2 separate regions of the Rattus norvegicus genome follow, and region 2 is linked to region 1. Evidence: chromatin contacts called from public Hi-C data. All regions are on one chromosome and are shown on one strand. The core of a region is the stretch at or near the end of the contact, and the rest is flanking DNA. Distances in the headings are between cores, read along the strand shown. Region 1 overlaps Tnni3k (TNNI3 interacting kinase). Region 2 holds the start of Fpgt (fucose-1-phosphate guanylyltransferase).

What was found. A called contact is a pair of places that touch in the nucleus more often than the background predicts.
Region 2: a contact with region 1 is called in a Hi-C map of the A7r5 cell line, with 2.0 times the contacts expected there. The contact joins the promoter of Fpgt here to the enhancer-like site in region 1. A contact is called at or near these places in 3 of 12 Hi-C or Micro-C datasets (the A7r5 cell line, frontal cortex and hepatocytes).

What each region holds. Positions count from the first base shown.
Region 1 is chr2:246,426,413-246,430,619 of GRCr8, reverse strand. All of the region lies in intron 23 of Tnni3k (TNNI3 interacting kinase), which reads left to right. Among named protein-coding and RNA genes, the nearest start is that of Lrrc53, 13 kb to the left of the region's middle. Within about 2 kb of position 1,984, at least 42 of the 93 cell types and tissues checked have an H3K27ac peak or open chromatin away from gene starts, as enhancers often do.
Region 2 is chr2:246,777,009-246,781,215 of GRCr8, reverse strand. Fpgt (fucose-1-phosphate guanylyltransferase) reads left to right here and starts at 2,368. Exons shown (of 4, transcript NM_199494.2): 1 at 2,368-2,450. The coding sequence starts at 2,393. Lrriq3 (leucine-rich repeats and IQ motif containing 3) reads right to left here and starts at 2,233. Exons shown (of 8, transcript NM_001024307.1): 1 at 2,089-2,233.

The sequences.
Region 1 (4,207 bases), core at 735-3,234:
GGAAGAGAACCCAGAATCTAAGCAGGTGCCAGCATGTCTGTCAGCTGCCCCTTTTATCTTTTTCCTTTTTAAGTTCAAATATTTTTAGCTGTCCGTGAATTTTCCTAATTAATGGGAGAAGAAAAGCCTCTGGTGTTCGTGGGGTGTGGGGCTAAGAAGGAAACCCATAGCCGTGTGTGCTGGTGCTGTGTGGGTTTGAATTACCTCCTTGCTATGAGCCTGGTGCCATGTAAAGTACATGGGAGCTGGGAGCTGGTTCAGCAGTGTGAGGATGTGAGGTGTATCTTCAGAGTTTATGTCAAAACCAGAAGCAACGGTGCATTATGTGCAAGAACTGAGCTCCTAGGAAGAGACAGAGAATCTTGCTTCGTGAGCAGGCCAGCCGGCCTGCTACCTGCAATTGCCAGCTGCAAACAACAGAGAACACTGTCTCGAGCAAAATATAAATGGGAAACCAAATTTGAGGTTGTCCTCTGACCTCCACATAGTCACCATGGTACATGCCCAGTGCCACCTCTACACACACACACACACACACACACAGAGAGAGACAGAAAGAGAGAGAGAGAGACAGACAGAGAGAGAGAGAGAGAGAGAGAGATACACACATGCACAAAACAAAAGTTAAAGGAAGTAGATGTTAAAATTATTTCCATGAAGGTTCAAAAATCTAGACTATTCATCTGTATTGCAAAAGCCACTTAATACTTCCAATAAAAACCCCTTATTCAGCACTGCCCCGTAAAGCACCACAGTGACACTCGCCAACAATTCCCAGGTTCAGCAGTGAAATTAAGATCCCACAGTGCCAACTGCTGCCCCCAGACCTCGGGGATTCTGCTTTCTTCTCATTCCACAGAATTAGACATTACCTCTGCCACAGTGAGAGAGGGCCCCTGCACGACTCCCTCCCTTGGCGAGAACCCTAAACAGCCCTTTTAGCCTCGCCTGTGAGTTGGCTTGCTCACTGGCGCCATCTGGCCATCAGTGGAGGCGCTGCAGAGAGTGCGGCGGCGGCGAGAGGCTGGAGAATTTCCCCCTAACAAAGGCACACAGGCGTCACCGTTAAGGAGTGAGGGAAAAAATGTCAATCTGTCCCTGACTTTTAAAAGCCACCCTTAGATTGAAACAACCTTTCTCTGTGAAAAATGTCAAAGAGAGAATATCAAACAAAATACTCTGTTCAGAAGAAGTGCTGGGAGAATGGGAAATTAATGAAAGGAGAGATAGAAGAGAACGCTGTGCCTGGGTAAAATCGGTACTCCTTAAAGAGAAAGCTTTAAGGACCGGGATTTATGCCACACATGAAACATTGCATGAGACTGAGAGAGACTGAGAAAGTGACATATTTAGGTTACAACAGCTCACTCGAGCGAGAAAAGATGTCTTCCTCAGCTGGGCGGCTCTGCCACAGTACTTCAGCTCTTCCTGTCCCATGGTAAGCTTGTTAGCAGCCCGAAAGGGCCTCCCTGGTAACCCGAAGGGCCTCTTCCTCCTGATGCATTTTGTAATACTAATTAACTAATTCCCAGACACATAAAGGGAACCTGTGAAGATTCACCAGAGGCAAACTGCTAAGCAAATGATGACAGACTTCTCCATTTTCAATTAGACGGAGTGGCATATTGTGACAGCAACAAGTGGACCGACATTCTAATGACAGGAGTTCTGTGAGGGTTCCATTCCTAGAAATGAAAAGGAATCCTTGGCCACGTGCCTACCCTTGTGCACATCAAAGCAAAATTCTGCCTTTGGTTGTGTTCCTGTGCCACCGAATGTAAGATTTAATCCGAAATGCCGCCTTTTGAGACTGCTTCTGTTCTCTGGAAATGTCTGACAGGACACGGCACAGGGACCAGAGAGAACAGCCAGCCTAATTAAACCTGTAGTACAGGTGGCACTGCGCTCTGCCACAGCGGCCCCGACTCCAGCCAGCCCCACCCTATGCCAGCCACCCGACTCCGCTGTTTGTGTTGCAGATCTGCTCACATGGCAACTGTTGCTATGTTTGCAGTAATAAGTGGGTGATGCTAGTGTCTCAGTAATGACTGTGATACAAGAGCCATGATTTCCAAATGGGTTTTTGAAGCTGCTCACACAAAGGCACTGCACAGAGTGACAGCTTTAATTTCCATAGATTCTCTTTCTTTTCACCTTTAGTATCTTCTGTATGGACCAAATCTAACCCCCGTAGAATAGCAAGAATGACAGCTCCCCTTCCTTTAGCTCACTGGTATTTAAAAAGGATGTTTGTTATTCTAAAGGGGCATTGTTTCCCACTGTCTCTTTAGAATCTATGGCATTCAGGATTTCTTTACTTAAGTAACAGCAATTAAAGCTATCAGAAAACATGAGCCCGGGAAGAAAGCAGCTCCTGTATTAACCACAGGAGAGAGGACAGCATCTGCTATTAATATCTATGACATTAGCTGGATGCCCACATTAATGAACAGATGTTTGAAGAGCCTCAATCGCAAATAAGTCTGAAAAATTCATGAGTGGATATTTTCCATCCTGCAGATTCTCTTTCACAAAGACAGTGAGCAAATGAAATCTGTTTTGTTTCCTGATGGTGATGAAGTGCTTATTCCCAGTAACTGTTACAACGCTGCTCCTTCAGCAGAGGTGGGCATTGTCTCAGCTCTGGGAGAGATACCTAGAGTGTATAGCAACATTGCAGTGCCCACTGATAATAATACCAAACTGGCCAAACCAGGGAAGAAGATACACTGTATACTCTGATCACTAGCCACCATGGTTGAGACATTGTGGCTTATTTTGGTAGGCTAATTGTAACAATGACAACCACAGCCCTTCCATATGGTAGAACCATCAACCTTCCATCAGTATTCCACAAAAGAATACTGAAGCCAGAAAGGATGAACAACCTGCTGGAGGCTTTACAGCTAGTGAACACCGGGGCCATGATCTGAGTCTGGATCCGCCTGACTCTAAAGCGTGGGCTTTTCACTCCTTGCTGAGCCAGTGTGACAGAGAGCGGGGACTGTTCTCATACTGTTCCCCCCACAGGACACCACAAAATCCCTCCCTGTGTGGGGTTTCAGGTTTCAGGATTCAGATCCATAATGAAGCAAGCAAGTGTGCACTTGGGTCTCACTGTGTGGCCACCAGGAATCAGTGGTAATCTGCTGGAAAGACAGACAGGACCCACAGAGACAAGCCTCAGTCTGCACTTTAATGAGCATTAGACACATGAGTGCCTGTGAATGTGCATCAAGACTGAAGGCATGCCACTGTGGTCTCTAATGTATCAGGATAGCCCTCACCTCCATCTCTGTCCATAGCTTAGTTCCTCCAAGGTGTAAAGTCTCCACTAGAAGCAGTTCCAACCCCAGGTGTCCATGTGACTGAAAGCCTCCCCACCTCCTTTGCAGAGGCTGTTTCTATGTCTATTCCCTTACACATCCATGTGACAGGTATCTGCGATACCAACTGATACAGTATAGGACAGGAAAGAAAACACTGAAGGGCTATGGCATAGACCTCTACCTAATTCCCACTGAAGCTAAAGTCCAGTGTGAAAATGGAAAAGAATGCATAGGCTCAGAGAGCAACCCCTGAATACACTGGTTTCAAGCAAATGCTTCTCTTCTGTTGCACTGATTATTACACAGTTCAACCAGCACGTGGCAAAACCAAGCTACAGGAATATGAGACGAATAGGGATGCTGCCTGTTGCTGTCTTTCCTCACCACACATTGTGAATAGAAAGTGTGGCTATAGGGTAGTTACTGCCAACTGAGTTTCTGTTTTATGGAAAATTCTTGTTGCTTCTGCATCAGAATGGCTATGTTCCTTTTTAAAGTGTGGGCAATTCTTAGTTTAGTGACAGCTGAACAAGTGTGTGTAATTAGTAAGGGTGATTAATTAATGCCTACCTTTATGTTTTAAAATACGTTAAAACAAAATTGAAGATTTTAGGAGCTGGGCCGAGGGACCCTCTAGAATGTACCAGAGACCTGGGAGATGAGAGACGCTCAGGACTCCAAAGAAGGCCTCTTAGATCACATGTCCAACAGTGGGGAGAGGGAACTCGTAGAGTCCACCTCCAGTGGAAAGACAGAGCATCAAGTGGAGGGATGAGGTTGCCATCCCACAGCAAAATCTCTGACCCAGAACTGTTCCTGTCCAAAAGAACTGCAGGGACAAGAATGAAGAAGAGACTGAGGGAAAGGAGGTCCAGTGA
Region 2 (4,207 bases), core at 1,119-3,618, 350 kb before region 1:
CTTATTTACTTTAAAACGACTTTCCAGACAATGCAACATACTCATTCAAACAGCTTTGCCTCTCTTCTTTTGTCAAAGGTCATTGGGTCTATTTTGTGCCGTCAATATCCTCATGGGTGGGGCCACCTACCAAAGCATGGTTTACCTATCAGAGATGCCACGGCCTTAAAGAAAACTGACTCAGCCTCTCCCAGCAGCTATGAATGATCTAGAGTCCCTCAGGTAGAAATAGGTCTTGGATAAGCTATAAAGACTGACCTGGTAAGGGACACCTAATGGCGCACTAGTGAAAAGAATTTCACAGGGGTAATCAACAACTTTCTGATTTGAATTTAAGGATTTAAGTCACCCTCCATAACATAGAGCCCATATCTGGCACTGTTGTTAGAAGCAAGAACCTGTGGCCAGACAGATCATAAAGCTCTAGAAGGGAACCTACTATTAATTTGCTGACAGACATAGCACTAAGCTAACTCCCAACGATCTATTGCTAGACCCATAGATTAGTGCACCACTCAGCCCTCATCAGAAGGGTTTCTTTTTGCAACGTGTAGCTAACAACACAGAGACTCACAACTGGTCAATGTGTAGAGAGTACAACTATGTAATGCTCAAATTCTGAAACTGATATATTATACCCTCTCCTCCCAAGGCTCAGGGTAGGGATCTTTGGAGAAGGGAGGTGCCAGAGGTGGTGGAAACTGTTTTCTGGACACAGCAGGGCAGCTGCAGTCATGAACTCACAGCAGCTGTAACAGAACCCGAGGCCTGCACAAGTTCAAGACAGGGCACACTTCAGCACGGAATGGAAGGGTGGGCGTGAAATACTATACAATACATTTAAATTTGGTCACATTGTTGTTTTCCACTTCCACAAGAATGTGCGGTACTCAGATATGTGGGCCTTTTTTACCTTTATTGTTCCCCTTGGATCCCAACCTAGCACTGTAACTGAAAATAAATTATATCTCCATTCTGACAATTCACAAATTTTTCTAGCCAGACCCATCTTGCTCTCCAGAACCACCATACATGATGCACACAAACACACAATTTATGCTATATTTGCACATGTTTTGTTCTACATATCCAGTATTATTACAGGGTTTCTCTTATGACTTCACTATGCTTCTCCATGCATACCTTCCCTCAGCTCATTTAAAGGCCCTGTCATCCACTTTCAGGCATCTTTTGGTAACTTCTCTCACGATTCACACTCGTGTAGAAGTGTACACGATTCATCATGTAGTGGACAGATGTTGCTGGTCTTCATTTTAAAGTGTTTCTAGAATCTAAGCAATTTCTTCCCACCTCCCATTATTATCTTTTAAATTCCCACTGAATCTCTCCTGGTTGTGCTACTGTAGTAAGCTCCAAATAAACCTCTCTGCTTATATTCTTGCCCTACCCACTGACACACTTCAGTGTGTCCTCTTTAAACATAATGCAGGTCACCAAAATCTGGGATGACTCCAGTTCACTCAAGAATATAAATCACAAACTCTGACTTCTATCGTTGTTACTCTCCTCCCCACAAACTTGTTCACTTTAAATACGGAATTAAATGCTGAGGTCAAGACTTTAAATGTACAACTAAGCTTACTCAGAAACTTAAGTTCAGAGGGAGCTGCTATTCAGAATTCTGAGTTAGATTCTAATGAAGAGAAACTTCTCAAGTCAAATTGTAGGGGTAAGGTTTCCGGGTTTCAGACTGAAATGTCTTCCTTAAATGTTGTTACTCTCTATGTCCTGTGTGTAAGGTTAAAAGAGATTAACCTGTAGTACCCATATGAACTACGAGCTCTATGAGAGAAAGACATAACGAGCCAACCAGCCAAAAGTGTGTTCATTCAATAAGAGGCTCTTCCCAATCTCTGGCAATCTCCTAGAAGCAAGTGAATACAACTGAGTGTGCCATTGCTGCCTAAAGGCGCTACTTCAGAACTGAGCCTGGGAAGATGGCCAACTGAAGGGCACAGGGTGGTCTGGCCCACCAGATACATCCCACAAGGCGGAGCCTGTGGTTCAGGGACCTGGTCTCCCTGGGAGGCTTCTGACAGGAATAGGAGCTTGGTGAGGGCAGGTCACCTCAGCATCTGGGTGGTAGATCCACTATCGTGGGAGGGTTGGTCTCCTCTGGCGCAGACGGGCTGTCAGACGTGGTAAAGCGGGAACCCACTGCTCCCGCGCAGCCCGGCACCGCTAGGTGCCCGCCCATCTGCCCCACAGAGCGTTGCCTAGGAAACGCCGCTTGCGCACGCTCACGCCATCCTAGCTTTCCAGGTCTCATGGCGCTTCCAGAGCCGCAGTGACGTGGCATGCACAGCGGAGGCGGGCGCGTGCGCGGTTTCGGAGTGCGCATGCGTGCTAAGTGGGCTCCCGGAAGTCGGCCATGGAGACTCTCCGGGAAGCCACCCTGCGGAAACTGCGCAGATTTTCGGAGCTGAGAGGTACCGCGGCGGAACTGAGTTCTCTGCTCCCTTGCACGGAGGGCTCCTTCGCAAGGACCCCGCGCCGCTTCCTGTTCGCTTCCTCTTCCTGTCCAGCCGGGCTTTCCCTTCTACCCCTCTGGCTTTCTGCGAGCCTAAATGTAGATGTGAGGAAGGAACAGGAAGAAAATTACTAACGGAAAGTAACACACCGCCTAACTCAGTGGTAGAAGTCAGTTTACCTTGTTTCTTCCCCTTTCCCAAGCCTTTGCGTGATTCCTGTTTATTCCTATGTAAGCTCTGTACGAAGGCAATCATGGCTTATTAAAATTGCTAATGTAAGTTTGGCCTTTAAAGAAAAAACAGACAGGTACTTGTCCTTCTCTGAACAGCTGTCTGGCAAAATTGTTATGTCTGACTTCCTAAAATGTAGGGGTTTACATTTGGATACCAGAATGATTGGAATTATTAAACCCTAGCTGACCTATCTGTCTCAGTCTATGACTCTTTGCCATCTCCTTCCTTCTTTCCCTCCCTCTCCCTCTTTTCCTCCTTCCTTACCCCGTCCTCCTCCCTCCCTTTCTCTCCCCATTCCTTCCTCCCTGCCTCTCCTTCCCCTCCCTCTCATTCTCTCTCATCTTGTTAAAACCCTATCTCTATTTTTGATGGTAGAAAAGAGGGTTCCGTTCTACTGCTTCCTTAAGTGCAATTTGTCATTTAAAGAGTTCATTGGGAAGTTTAATCCTGGGCTTTGTGTAGTATTTTGATTGTGTTTATCAGTTCAGTTTGATTATCATAAGTTAATACAAATATTAAAAGCCAGGGCTGGTGTTGCAAGCCTGTATGTTCATCTACGTGGGAGGCCCAGTCAGCAAGAAAGAGGTTCAGAACCTATATGGATTACACAGACAAATAGATGGTGATGAAGAAGGAGGAGGAGAAGATAGATAGATAGATAGATAGATAGATAGATAGATAGATAGATGGTGATGAAGAAGGAGGAGGAGAAGATAGATAGATAGATAGATAGATAGAGGAGGAGAAGATAGATAGATAGATAGATAGATAGATAGACAGACAGACAGACAGACAGACAGACAGTACAGGGCCAGTCTGTCAATTAGTGTAAGGGTCCATAATTCACTGAAGAATGATTCACCAAAGAATGATACCCCAGACTTAAATAGTATGCAAAGGCAAAGAGTGTTTTATTCGGCAAAGAGTGTTTTATTCTGCAGAAGTCAAGTATGCTGGGGTCTCCCATTGCCAAGATAGAGAGACCCTGAAGTGAACTTTCAGGCCCTATTTAAAGCACATTAGAGGCATTCTGGGGTAGGTGGGCTTTGTCTTATTCTGTCTCTAGTCTAGTGCAGAGGTGAGAAGTGGGGAAAGTACAGGACAGGAGTTCAATCTGTGACTGACTGTGAACCATCAATTGTCTCGACCTGAACAGTAATACGACACTAGATTAATTAATTAATTAGACAAATAAAGGACTGTGAATATAGCTTAGTGATAGAGCACTTCCCTGGCATGCGGAGAGCTCTGCCGTGGTTAGTTCCCAGTTCTATAGATAGATAGATAGATAGATAGATAGATAGATAGATAGATAGATAGATGAATGGATAGATGGATGAATGGATAGATAGATAATTCCCTATAGCTCTATAGATAGATAGTTCCCAGCTCTATAGATAGATAGATAGACAAATGATAGATAGATGATAGATAGATAATAAAAAAGAAAAATTATAAGCAACAATAACAAAAGACCACAT